2 separate regions of the Macaca mulatta genome follow, and region 2 is linked to region 1. Evidence: chromatin contacts called from public Hi-C data. All regions are on one chromosome and are shown on one strand. The core of a region is the stretch at or near the end of the contact, and the rest is flanking DNA. Distances in the headings are between cores, read along the strand shown. Region 1 holds the start of CCDC97 (coiled-coil domain containing 97). Region 2 holds the start of TGFB1 (transforming growth factor beta 1).

Region 1 (5,858 bases), core at 3,236-5,735:
GTGGCTCACGCCTGTAATCCCAGCACTTTGGGAGGCTGTGGCAGCTGGATCACCTGAGGTCAGGAGTTCGAGACCAGCCTGACCAACTTGGACAAACCGCGTCTCTACTAAGAATACAAAATTAGCCAGGCGTGGTGGCACATGTCTAATCCCAGCTACTCAGGAGGCTGAGGCAGGAGAATAGCTTGAACCCGGGAGGCAGAGGTTGCAGTGAGTCAAGATTGTGCCATTGCACTCCAGCCTGGGCAACAAGAGCAAAACTCTGTCTAATAAAACAAAGCCAAACAAACAAACAAAAAACTGTAAATCTCTGAGAGACCCTAAGTCAGGCAATGCTGAGGATCCATAGGATGAATCCAGTCCGACTCCTGCCCTCAGGGAGCACCCAGTCTGATATGGGAGATAGTCAGGATCAACGATAATACAGGCAAAGAAAACAGGAAAGGTGGCTGGGTACTGTGGCTCACGCCTGTAACCCAGCACTTTGGGAGGCCGAGGTGGGCAGATCACTTGAGGCCACAAATTCGAGACCAGCCTGGCCAACGTGGTGAAACCCTGTCTCTACTAAAAATACAAAAATCAGCTGGGCATGGTGGCGGGCGTCTGCAATCCCTGCTACTCAGGAGGCAGAGGTACAAGAATCGCTTGAACCCAGGAGGTAGAGGTTGCAGTGAGCCGAGATCAGCCATTGCACTCCAGCCTGGGTGACAGAGTTAAGACTCTGTCTCAAAAAAATGGAAGGAAAACAGGAAAGCGGAGCGCTGGGCAAACCTTAGTGAGAGCTGTTTCCCAAGAGTGGAGGGAGCAAGCCTGTGGCAAGCAGGAAATACGTGAAGACAGAATATAGAGACAACTCCTTTAGGCAGCGTGGCTGGGTTGGGAAGGAGAGAAGTCACGGGTGACGTTACATGTGTAGTGTGTATCAGGGAGGATTTAAATCACTGATGCAGCTGAAGACTGAGCTGGACAAGGGCAGGGGCTGTGGAAGAAGGAACAGGATCATGAGTGAGCGAACTGGAAAGATGTCAGGAGGCTGAGTGGAGGAGCCACGGGGCTGACGTGCTGGGAGGTAAGGGAGGCATCCAGGGGAATGGTCCGACTGCTGCCACACGGGCCTCCAGACTCCTCAGGAGAGAAATGCTGGGCTGGAGACAGAGCTGTGGTTGGCATCAGAGTCAAGACAAGAACCAAAGCCAAGAGAAATGAGAGGTAGGGATGGGGGAGTGGAAGAGGGATAAGAGGGTCCAGGAAAAAGCACTGCACGGATGCGTGGAGGACATGCCTCTGAAGCTAAAAACTGGCTGTGCTAAAGATAGCTACATCTTAATCCCTGGAGCCCATTACTGTTACCTTAAAAAAAAAGAGGCCAGTTGCAATGGCTCACCCCTGTAATCCCAGCACTTTGGGAGACCGAGGTGGGCAGATCACTTGAGGTTAGGAGCTCAAGACCAGCCTGGCCAACATGGCATAGCGCTCTACCAAAAACACAAAAAAATTAGCCAGGTGGGGTGGCGCACGCCTGTAGTCCCAGGTACTCAGGAGGCTGAGGTAGGAGAATTGCTTGAACTCCGGAGGCAGAGGTTACAGTAAGCCGAGATCATGTACTCCAGCCTGGGCAACAGAGCGAGACTCTGTCTTAAAGAAAAAAAGAAGGCAATGTCAAAAGGGGAAGTAGAGATTGGAGTGATGTAGCCAAAACCCACGGAATTCCAGAAGCCACCACTGGCTGGAAGAGGCAAGAAATGGGTTTTCTCCCAGAGCCTGTGGGGGAGCACGACCCTGCAGACACCTGGATTTCAGTTTAGCAACACTGACTTCAGTCTTCTGGCCTTGAGAACTATGAGAGAATAAAGTTCTGTTGTTTGAAGCCATGCAGTTTGTGGTACTTTGTTACAGCACCCCTGGGAAACAAAGTCAGGCTGAGAAGGAGCAGCCCAAGAGACAGGCAGGAAATCAGGCACTGTGGTGTTGCAGAAATCAAAGGAAAACATGCAAGAAGGATGGAAGGGTCAACAGCATTTAATTCTAGTCCAGTCTAGTAAGAAAAAAACCTGAATGGGCCGGGTGTGGTGGCTCACACCTGTAATCCCAGCACTTTGGGAGGCTGAGGCAGCAGGATCTCTTGAGGTCAGAAGTTCGAGACCAGCCTGGCCAACACGGTGAAACCCCATCTCTACTAAAAATACAAAAAATTAGCTAGGCATGGTGGCAGGCGCCTGTGATCCCAGCTACTTGGGAGGCTGAGGCACAGGAATCACTTGAACCTGGAAGGCGGAGGTTACAGTGAGCTGAGATCATGCCACTGCACTCCAGCCTGGGCAACAGAGTGAGACTCTCTCCAAAAAAAAAAAACCCAACCTGAATGAGGTGACTGGATTGAACAACATGGAGGAAGTCAGTGGGGACCCTAATCAGAGCAGTTTCTTAGGAGAAAAGTCAGACAGTCATGAGCAGGAGAAGAGGAAATGGAGACCAAGTGTACATGACTCTCTGAAGGAGACAGATGGGGCCAAGAAACAGATTTTTTCTTTTTCTTTTTTTGAAACAGGGTCTTGCGCTGTTGCCCAGACTGCAGTGCGATAGTGCAAACAAAGCTCACTGCAGCTTCGACCTCCTGGGCTCAAGTGATCCTCCTGCCTCAGCCTCCTGCGTAGCTGGGACCACAGGAATGCACCACCAAACCTGGCTAATTTTTTTTTTTTTGAGACAGAGTTTTGCTCTGTTGTTACCCAGGCTGGAGTACAGTGGTGCGATCTCTGCTTACTGCAACCTCTGCCTCTTCGGTTCAAGTGATTCCGGTTGGTGCCTCAGCCTCCTAAGTAGCTGGGATTACAGGCACACACCACGACGCCTGGCTAATTTTTGTGTTTTTAGTAGAGATGGGGTTGCGATATGTTGGCTAGGCTGGTCTCCAACTCCTGACCTGAGGTGATTTTCCTGCCTCGGCCTTCCAAAGTACTGTGATTACAGGTGTGAGCCACCGGGCCTGGCCTTAATTTTTAAATTTTTTTGCAGAGATGGGGCCTGGCTATGCTGCCAGTGCTGGTCTCAAACTCCTGGGCTCAAGTCTCACTCTGTTGCAGAGGTTGGAGTGCAGTGGTGTAATAATCTTAGCTCACTGCAATCTCAAAGGGTTCGAGTGACACTCCCCACCTTAGTCTCTGGAGTAGCTTGTCCTAGCTACTCCCTAGCCACCAGGCCTGGCTAATTTTTAAATGTTTGTAGAGATCAGGTTTCTCTCTGTTGCCCAGGCTGATCTCAAACTCCTGGGCTCAAGCAACCCTTCTGCCTTGGCCTCCCAAAGTGCTGGGACTACAAGTGGGAGCCACTGCACCAGGCCTTAAGACTTTTTATTTAGGTTAAATTTTTTATCTTTAGAAAATTTCAGCCGGGCGCGGTGGCTCACGCCTGTAATCCCAGCACTTTGGGAGGCCGAGGCGGGCGGATCACAAGGTCAGGAGATCGAGAACACGGTGAAACCCCGTCTCTACTAAAAATACAAAAAATTAGCCGGGCGCGGTTGTGGGCGCCTGTAGTCCCAGCTACTCGGGAGGCTGAGGCAGGAGAATGGCGTGAACCCGGGAGGCGGAGCTTGCAGTGAGCCGAGATCGCGCCACTGCACTCCAGCCTGGGCGACAGAGCGAGACTCCGTCTCAAAAAAAAAAAAAAAAAAAAAAAAAAAAAAAAAATTTCAAACGCACACAAACGTAGAAAGTACAACGACACCTCTCCCCCTACCTCCATATACCGATCATCTCCATGTGGTTTCCACAATAACCAATTCTTGGCCAGTGGTGGTTGAGCCACCCTTCCAACCACATCTCACCCGACATCGGATTACTTTGAAGGTTGTGGGGAAGCACAGAAATTGACTAAGGACTTTGAAAGGAGCCTGGCTGGATTTCGGGCTTTGGGGGAAAGGCGAGTTACAAAGAAATGAGGGAATCGTTAGATTGGGATAAGTTAAGTTTGCATGAGGCAGGTAGAAGTTTAGCCTGGAAAAGTCGGAGGATTCGTCTAGAGCGAGGGAAGGCTCAGCGTGGTATAGGGAAGGAGGTAATTTGAGAAGGGCTGGTCTGAGGCAGTGCGGAAATTAGGCCGGGATAGAGAGGTTTCTGTTAACTCACTGCCTGGTAAGGAAACGAGTTAGTCAGGGACATGGAAAGGATTGGTCTGGAACTGGGAAGAGGTTAATTTAGGGAGGAAGGAATGGAGGTCAGCCCCCGACAAGGGAGGGGATAATCCGGGCAAAGTGGTGAAGAGGACCGGTAAGGCTGAGGGGGCCGGGCGTCCTCCTAAAGCGAGTCCTCCTTGCGTTCCTGGGGGAATCATTTCCTAGAGACACCGCAGCCGCACCCACCCGCCGCCTCCGCGTGACCAAGATCTCACCCTTATCGGGTTCCTTCGCCGCCGCCGCAGTCGCCACGGCCTCCATCCTGATTCTCTCGGACTTGTCAACCGCCGGGCGGGCCCCGCACACCAACTTCCGGCCCACGCACGCAAGAGACATTTTCGCCTGAGAATGTTCCGGGTCCGGGTGCGCCGCTGCGCCCAGGCACCAAAGTTCCGGGCCTAAGGCAGACGTTGCATTGCTCATGCGTGTCTCTCTCGGGCTCCGCCCTCCGCAGCCAGGAAGGAAAGGGGCTCCCCGGAGAGTGAGAGGCCCTTGACTCTGCTATCAGTCAGTAGGAACCAGAACCGTTGTTCGTTTGTTCACTGATGTGACTCCAGCTCCCAGCGTGCTTAATTTTGGGATGGTTAAAGGACTGTCCCCCGGAGCCTGGAGCTGACATTCTCTGAGGGTTCGTGCTCTGGTTTAGACCCCCGCCTACCCTTTTCCTTTCTTCACCCCTTCAGGAATTCAGGAATATTTACTAAGCCTTGACTCTTTTTTTTTTTTTTTGAGACAGGGTCTCGCTTTGTCGCCCAGACGAGTGCAGTGGCGCCATCACAGTTCACTGTAATCTCACATTTTTGTGCTCAAGTGATCCTCCTGCCTCAGCCTTTGGAGTAGTTGGGGACTACAGGCGCGCACCACCGCGCCTGGCTAATTTTTAAATTATTTTGCAGAGTCAGGGTCCCACTTCGTTGACCAGGCTGGTCTCCAACTCCTGGCCTCAAGCAGTCCTCCTGCTTCAGCCTCTCAAAGTGCTGGGATTACATACGTGAGCCACCAGCCTGGCTTACTTCCATCATCATACCCTGTCTCTGGCTGGCATGAGATGGGTGATGAGATAGAACTTCCCATTTTGTGTTCCCAGGACCTGGAGGAAATCCGCAGGTGTGAAACAAGACAACTGTGGTCCTTATTTCCCTGTGGGATGGGTGGGGCTCTATTTAGGTGTTACCAGCATAGTAGACAGACATGTCACCAATAACCATTCAGTGGCCAGGGCTTTGATGGATCCAGAGGGCTGAGGGAGCTGCCCACCCCAGGCTGGAGGGTCAAGGAAGGCTTCTTTCTGGGAGGGGACCCTCAAGCTAAGACCTGAAGAACGAGTAGGAGCTGGGTAAGAGGAAGGTAAGGAAGAGTCTTGAGGAGGATGGCAGGTACGGACAGTTCTGGTTGCTACAAGCACTTCAGTACCGTCAGGGCGTAGGAAACGAGCTCTAACTTGAAAGCCATGATTGGGCTGTGGAGGTTTTGAGAACCTCATGAATTTTTATGCAATTCCATGTGCCTCTGTATTCTCCAATGCAGTGGTTCATGGCATCATTTGTGGGTTCCAAAAAGGATTTATGGCTCCTCAGAACTAAATAACCACTGATTTGATATTCAAAGGGGGAGCAGAAGAAGATGGAGCCAGCGAGGTTACCAGGTGCTAGGCCATGCAGGACCTGCATAAGCCATAGTAAGT
Region 2 (6,480 bases), core at 1,793-4,292, 44 kb before region 1:
AGCTACATGTGGAAGACTCAAAGGGGAGAGTGAACAAAGGGTGTCTAGCGCACTGAGGGAGAGCGGGACGGCAGCAGGGAAAGGTAGCAGGGGACAGTTCATGCAGGACCTTGAGTGCCAGGCTGAGGAGCTGAGGCCATCTCCTGAAGGCACTTGGGAGCCAGAGCAGGTGATGGACAAGTGAGATTTCACTTTTTTTTTTTTTTTTTTTTTTGAGACAGTGTTGCTCTGTTACCCAGGCTGGAATGCAGTGGCAAGATCTCAGCTCACTGCAACCTCCGCCTCCTGGGTTCAAGCAATTCTCCTGCCTCAGCGTCATGAGTAGCTGGGACTACAGCTGTGTTCTACCATACCTGGCTAATTTTTGCCTTTTTTTTTTTTTTTTCTTTTAAGTAGAGATGGCATTTCACCATGGTGGTCAGGCTGGTCTCGAACTCCTGACCTCAGGTGATCCACCTGCCTCGGCCTCCCAAAGTGCTGGGATTATCGGTGTGAGCCACCGCGCCTGGCCGAGATTTCACTCTTAAATAATCTTTCTGTCCTTTAAGCTGGAGCTGGGGAAAGAAAAACTTTCCGGTGCTGTGCGGGTAAGGTGGGCAGCTCTAATCTTTCAGCTCTTGGGGCCTCCGGTTCCCCAGTGGTGGCACCAGCCTTGCTCTCTCTTTTCTCAAGCCCCCATTTTGTCCATTAGGAAATCTTACTGCCTCTACTTTTGAAATACACCCTAAATCCCACTTCTCACCCTTTTCTCGCCCAGCATCTTGATCTGTCCAAGTTCATCTCTCACCTGGACTATGACAGTAATCTTTTCTCTGGGGCCCCCTTCCCCAACCCCCGCTAATCTGCACCCCACATGCAGCTGGAACCCTGTGAACACCTAAGGTCCTGTCTCCGCTCTGCTCAGAACCCTCCAGTCGTCCCCATCTCACTCAGGGTAAAAGCCAAAGTCTTAGCATGCATCACAAGGCTCTCCGCAACCTGGCTGGCACCTCCTTCCCTTCTCCTCACCTCATTCTGCTCTAGCCATGCTATCCCCACCAGGCACACTCTGTCGGGGCTCCGGCCATGCCGTCCCCACCAGACACTCCCCTCTCAGGGCCCTGGCACTTGCTGTTCCCTCTGGCTGGGAACACTCTTCCTCTAGATGGCCACATGGCCTACTCCCTTCCTTCCTTTTAGCATTTGCTTAAATGTCACCTTCTTAGTGAAGCTTCCTTGATCCCCTTCTACAGCCATATCCCCACCCTCACCCTACCCAGCTCTGTTTTTCTCCACAGCAATTACCACCATCCGATCTAACGTATAATTTGCTTATTTACTACATTTGTTGTCTAGGATATCAGCTTCACGGGGGCAGGAATTTTTGTCTGCCATCCATGTTCATGTCCGCCGTGTCCCCAGCTAGCTAGAACAGGGCCTGGCACAGGGGAAGGGGTCAGCATGAGATGAGATGAGATGGAGCTGGATCTCCAAGGGTTTTGACTACTAGACTGAGGAGCTGAACTGTGTTCTGAGGACATGGGCAAAGCTATGGAAGGAAAGATGTTTCCAGATGCCAGGTGGAAGGTGGATTAGAGAGGGGCAAGAAAGAAGGCCCTGGGCCCAAAGAGAGCAGGGCAGGAACATGAGGAGGGAAGGCAGGAGGTGACCCTGACAAGACCCACGATGGTTACCTGGGGACTGGAGGAGCAATGGGCTGCCCTGACATGGGGTCATGGAGGAGGATAACACAGAGAGGAAATTCAGCAGAGGTCTGATTAGAAGGGCCTTGAATGTTGAAGAGGTTGGACTTTATAGTGAGGGCACTGGGGAGCTATGGAAGGATCCTTAGCAGGGGAGTAACATGGATTTGGAAAGATCTCTGGCAGTTGTGTGGGGATAGATGAGAAGATGGGAGTCTAGAAAGGAGGCTGGGTTGGAAACCCTGGGACAGAAACCCAGAAAGGAAAGGACTGGGCCTGGGGTCTCCGGTGAGTATCAGGGAGGGGGGAATCAGGAGCAGGAGTCTGGTCACCACCCATCCCTCCTTTCCCCTCTCCCTGCTTTCCTGCAGGCTGGCCCCGGCTCCATTTCCAGGTGTGGTCCCAGGACAGCTTTGGCCGCTGCCAGCTTGCAGGCTATGGATTTTGCCATGTGCCCAGCAGCCCGGGCACACACCAGCTGGCCTGCCCCACCTGGCGGCCCCTGGGCAGTTGGCGAGAGCAGCTGGCACGGGCTTTCGTGGGTGGTGGGCCACAGCTGCTGCATGGGGACACCATCTACAGTGGGGCCGACCGCTATCGCCTGCACACAGCTGCTGGTGGCACCGTGCACCTGGAGATCAGCCTGCTGCTCCGCAACTTCGACCGCTATGGCGTTGAGTGCTGAGGGACCCTGTCTCCAACGCCACCACCATCCACACCCTGGACACCCAGTGAGGCACAGTGGTCAGGAGCACGGACTCTGGAGACCATCAGAGCTGGACCCCAGCTAAGGACTCCTGTCCTTGCTAGGACCTCTGGGTCCCTCTGGGCCCAGTTTCCCTACCTGTAAATTGGGGAGAGTAAATGTATGGGGTCGCAGGATGTTGGATGACAAGAGGCTGCTTAGCCACATGGGAGGTGCTCAGTAAAGGAGAGCAATTCTTACCGGTGTCTGCCTCCTGACCCTTCCATCCCTCAGGTGTCCTGTTGCCCCCTCCTCCCACTGACACCCTCCGGATGCCCCCATCTTGACAGACCCTCTTCCCCTACCCTGTGTGCCAGCCTCACACTGTCCTCCCGTTCTGGGTCCCCCTCCTCTGGTCGGCTCCCCTGTGTCTCATCCCGCGGATTAAGCCTTCGCCTGGTCCTCTTTTTCTGGTGACCCACACCGCCCGCAAAGCCACAGCGCATCTGGATCACCTGCTTTGGTGGCTCTTGGCCGCCAGGAGGCAGCACCCTGTTTGCGGGGCGGAGCCGGGGTGCCCGCCCCTTTCCCCCAGGGCTGAAGGGACCCCCCTCAGAGCCCGCCCACGCGAGATGAGGACTGTGGCCCAGCCCCCCCATGCCCTCCCCCTGGGGGCCGCCCGCGCTCCCGCCCCGTGCGCTTCCTGGGTGGGGCTGGGGCGGCTTCAAAACCCCCCGCCGACCCAGCCGGTCCCCGCCGCCGCCGCCCTTCGCGCCCTGGGCCATCTCCCTCCCACCTCCCTCCGCGGATCAGCCAGACTGCGAGGGCCCCGGCCGGGGGCAGGGGGGACGCCCCGTCCGGGGCACCCCCCCGGCTCTGAGCCGCCCGCGGGGCCGGCCTCGGCCCGGAGCGGAGGAAGGAGTCGCCGAGGAGCAGCCTGAGGCCCCAGAGTCTGAGACGAGCCGCCGCCGCCCCCGCCACTGCGGGGAGGAGGGGGAGGAGGAGCGGGAGGAGGGACGAGCTGGTCGGGAGAAGAGGAAAAAAACTTTTGAGACTTTTCCGTTGCCGCTGGGAGCCGGAGGCGCGGGGACCTCTTGGCGCGACGCTGCCCCGCGAGGAGGCAGGACTTGGGGACCCCAGACCGCCTCCCTTTGCCGCCGGGGACGCTTGCTCCCTCCCTGCCCCCTACACGGCGTCCCTCAGGCGCCCCCATTCCGGACCAGCCCTCGGGAGTCGCCGACCCGGCCTCCCGCAAATACTTTTCCCCAGACCTCGGGCGCACCCCCTGCACGCCGCCTTCATCCCCGGCCTGTCTCCTGAGCCCCCGCGCATCCTAGACCTTTTCTCCTCCAGGAGACGGATCTCTCTCCGACCTGCCACAGATCCCCTATTCAAGACCACCCACCTTCTGGTACCAGATCTCGCCCATCTAGGTTATTTCCGTGGGATACTGAGACACCCCCGGTCCAAGCCTCCCCTCCACCACTGCGCCCTTCTCCCTGAGGACCTCAACTTTCCCTCGAGGCCCTCCTACCTTTTCCCGGGAGACCCCCAGCCCCTGCAGGGGCGGGGCCTCCCCACCACGCTAGCCCTGTTCGCCCTCTCGGCAGTGCCGGGGGGCGCCGCCTCCCCCATGCCGCCCTCCGGGCTGCGGCTGCTGCCGCTGCTGCTACCGCTGCTGTGGCTACTGGTGCTGACGCCTGGCCGGCCGGCCGCGGGACTATCCACCTGCAAGACTATCGACATGGAGCTGGTGAAGCGGAAGCGCATCGAGGCCATCCGTGGCCAGATCCTGTCCAAGCTGCGGCTCGCCAGCCCCCCGAGCCAGGGGGAGGTGCCGCCCGGCCCGCTGCCCGAGGCCGTGCTCGCCCTGTACAACAGCACCCGCGACCGGGTGGCCGGGGAGAGTGCGGAGCCGGAACCCGAACCGGAGGCCGACTACTACGCCAAGGAGGTCACCCGCGTGCTAATGGTGGAAACCCACAACGGTGAGCTCGGAGGGGCAGGGGAGCCGGGAGGGGGGCCCCCAGGGGGCGCCGGAGTGCCGGGGCCCCGGGTAGGAAGTGACTGGCAGAGGAAACTGGCTGGAGGAAGAGGACCCCCCGGGGCAAAGGGAACGTGGGATGGTGGGAGGGGGGTGTCCGAAAGAGGATGGCACTGAGTCCCCTACCCCCCAGGTATCTGGTCTTGGAGAGGAGGAGATAGCGAAGTGGACCGCTTCTAGAGGGCGACAGAAACATGCGGGGTCGTGGGGGTAGTGCCCTAGAGGGATAGAAGCAATAGGGGGACGGTAGAAGGCTCCCTCCTCCAGGACGCGTTGAATTGGGGAGGGGGTCGTGGGGTAGGAGAGGGGGGAGAGGGGAGCCCGGTGTGGGAGAAGCGAAGACCTCAGCATTTGGGAAAGGAGAGGCACTGGGGCAAGTTGACCCAGAGCTTGGGGGTCCTGAGGTGGAAAGATTCAAGGACAGAAAAGCTGGATGAAGGCAACCCTAGGGGGTGCGAGAAAAGTGAGAGCGGACCCATTTCCAGAGGCTGCGAGGAACACGCGGGATGCGGGGGTGGGGGAGAGTCGTAGAAAGAGAAACAGAGGTGGGTGTGATAAATGTGGGGAGAAAGGGACGGGAGGTTATTGGAAGGAGGAGGCAAGCGGGAGAGGAGCGGAGACCCAGGAGTGTGCCCGGGATGCAGAAGTGTCCTCGGTGTTTCACACGGGGATGTGAGGGACAGAGTGGGGAGCCCAGAGGAGGAATTGAGCTTCCAGAAGACCTAGAATCCTGGGTCATGGGAAGAGCTTTACCGAGAGGGGAGACAAGCGTGGGAAAGGTGGTGTGAGCGGGGCGGAGGAGAGATACCCAGCGCCATCCACGCCGCGAGCACTGAGCGCCCCCCGCCCGTCCCGCCACTCGCCGCAGGATGCAGGGGAATGGGCTGAGCGGAGTCCAGCCGCAGGGGAAGTGCTGGGTGGGGAGTGACTCTACGAGACCGAGGTGAGAAAACCAAGCTGGGAGGAGTGAGAAAGCCCCACGTGGGTGCCACGCGCGGGGGGAGGAGCCTGCGCTTCCACCAAGGGGCAGGAGGACCCCGCTGCGCTAAATGCTGGCAGTCTGGACCCCAAAGCCCCAGTTCCTCTCGAGGTGGCTGGGGAAACCCCAGCGTCCGGCCGCCTCACTCTCCTCCCTTCCCTTTCCTTCCCATGCCCCCGGCGGGGGCGGGGATCGCGCGCGGAGCCCGGGGCGAGACGGGGCAGGTCTGGTCCCCGCCCTCCTGGCTGCGGCGCCTCCCGCCCTCCTCACCCCAGCTACGGGCGGGGCTCCCACTGAGCCGGCCCCGTCCATCCATGCGAGGACCCAGGCGTCCTGCGTGGTTCAGAGCTTTGGGAAAGATCCCTTAGGTTTCACTGACTTTTGGGCGGTGTGGGCTTGCCGGTCGCCGGCCCATTCTTGCGCCAGTTTACGGCTCCAGCCCAATGACGCGCACACTGCACCCAAGTCTCAGCCTTGCCTTATCTTCCGTGCTTCACCTTCGTTGTAGAGGCTCCTTTAACACTGGCACCTCCAATCCTCTTCTCCCCAACAAATGCACATGTGTCTCTTCTCGCACGTGTGTCCCCATCTGCCTCTTTCTTTTCGTCTCCGTTAGTCTCTCTGTCCACGCATGGTTTTTGTCTCTGCGACTATTTTCTCTCCCTTTCTATTTTTCTCTTCCACGGTCCTCTCTGTCTCTAGCATCTGACCGCCTCTCCCTCTCGCAGCACCCTCCAACCCTTCCTTTCCCTCCTCTTTCTCTTCCTCCCTATCTGTCTTCCCCAGCCAAGGCTCTGCCTTTCCTTTGGGGTTTGCTGAGTAACCTCCGGGCCAAGAATAGGGCTTATTGGGGCTGGGTGGGGAGGGAGACTGGGGAAGAGGAGGAGGATCTAAGGGCGCCCTAGGAAGCGGTTTCCTCTGGCTTTCTCACCAGTCTCTTTTCACACCCCCACTATAGGAGGCTGGAAGCAGTTGCCCCAGTTGATCCAGGAGTTCATGGCCTATTCCCTCATCCTCAACCCCAAACTTTTCCTAAACTAGAAAATAACTTGGCTGGGCGCCGTGGCTCACGCCTGTAATCCCAGCACTT

The links. A called contact is a pair of places that touch in the nucleus more often than the background predicts.
Region 2: a contact with region 1 is called in a Hi-C map of cortical neurons, with 2.3 times the contacts expected there. The contact joins the promoter of TGFB1 here to the promoter of CCDC97 in region 1. A contact is called at or near these places in 3 of 14 Hi-C or Micro-C datasets (CD4 T cells, cortical neurons and liver).

What each region holds. Positions count from the first base shown.
Region 1 is chr19:52,453,844-52,459,701 of T2T-MMU8v2.0, reverse strand. CCDC97 (coiled-coil domain containing 97) reads right to left here and starts at 4,485. Exons shown (of 5, transcript XM_015124014.3): 1 at 4,390-4,485. The coding sequence starts at 4,435. It overlaps LOC144337542 (a long non-coding RNA gene), which reads left to right and starts at 2,204. Exons shown (of 2, transcript XR_013410748.1): 1 at 2,204-2,747; 2 at 3,628-5,858. It overlaps LOC144337539 (a long non-coding RNA gene), which reads left to right. Exons shown (of 2, transcript XR_013410742.1): 2 at 45-1,871.
Region 2 is chr19:52,496,183-52,502,662 of T2T-MMU8v2.0, reverse strand. TGFB1 (transforming growth factor beta 1) reads left to right here and starts at 3,042. Exons shown (of 7, transcript XM_015124025.3): 1 at 3,042-4,355. The coding sequence starts at 4,001. It overlaps B9D2 (B9 domain containing 2), which reads left to right. Exons shown (of 4, transcript NM_001261075.1): 4 at 2,054-2,631. The coding sequence ends at 2,367.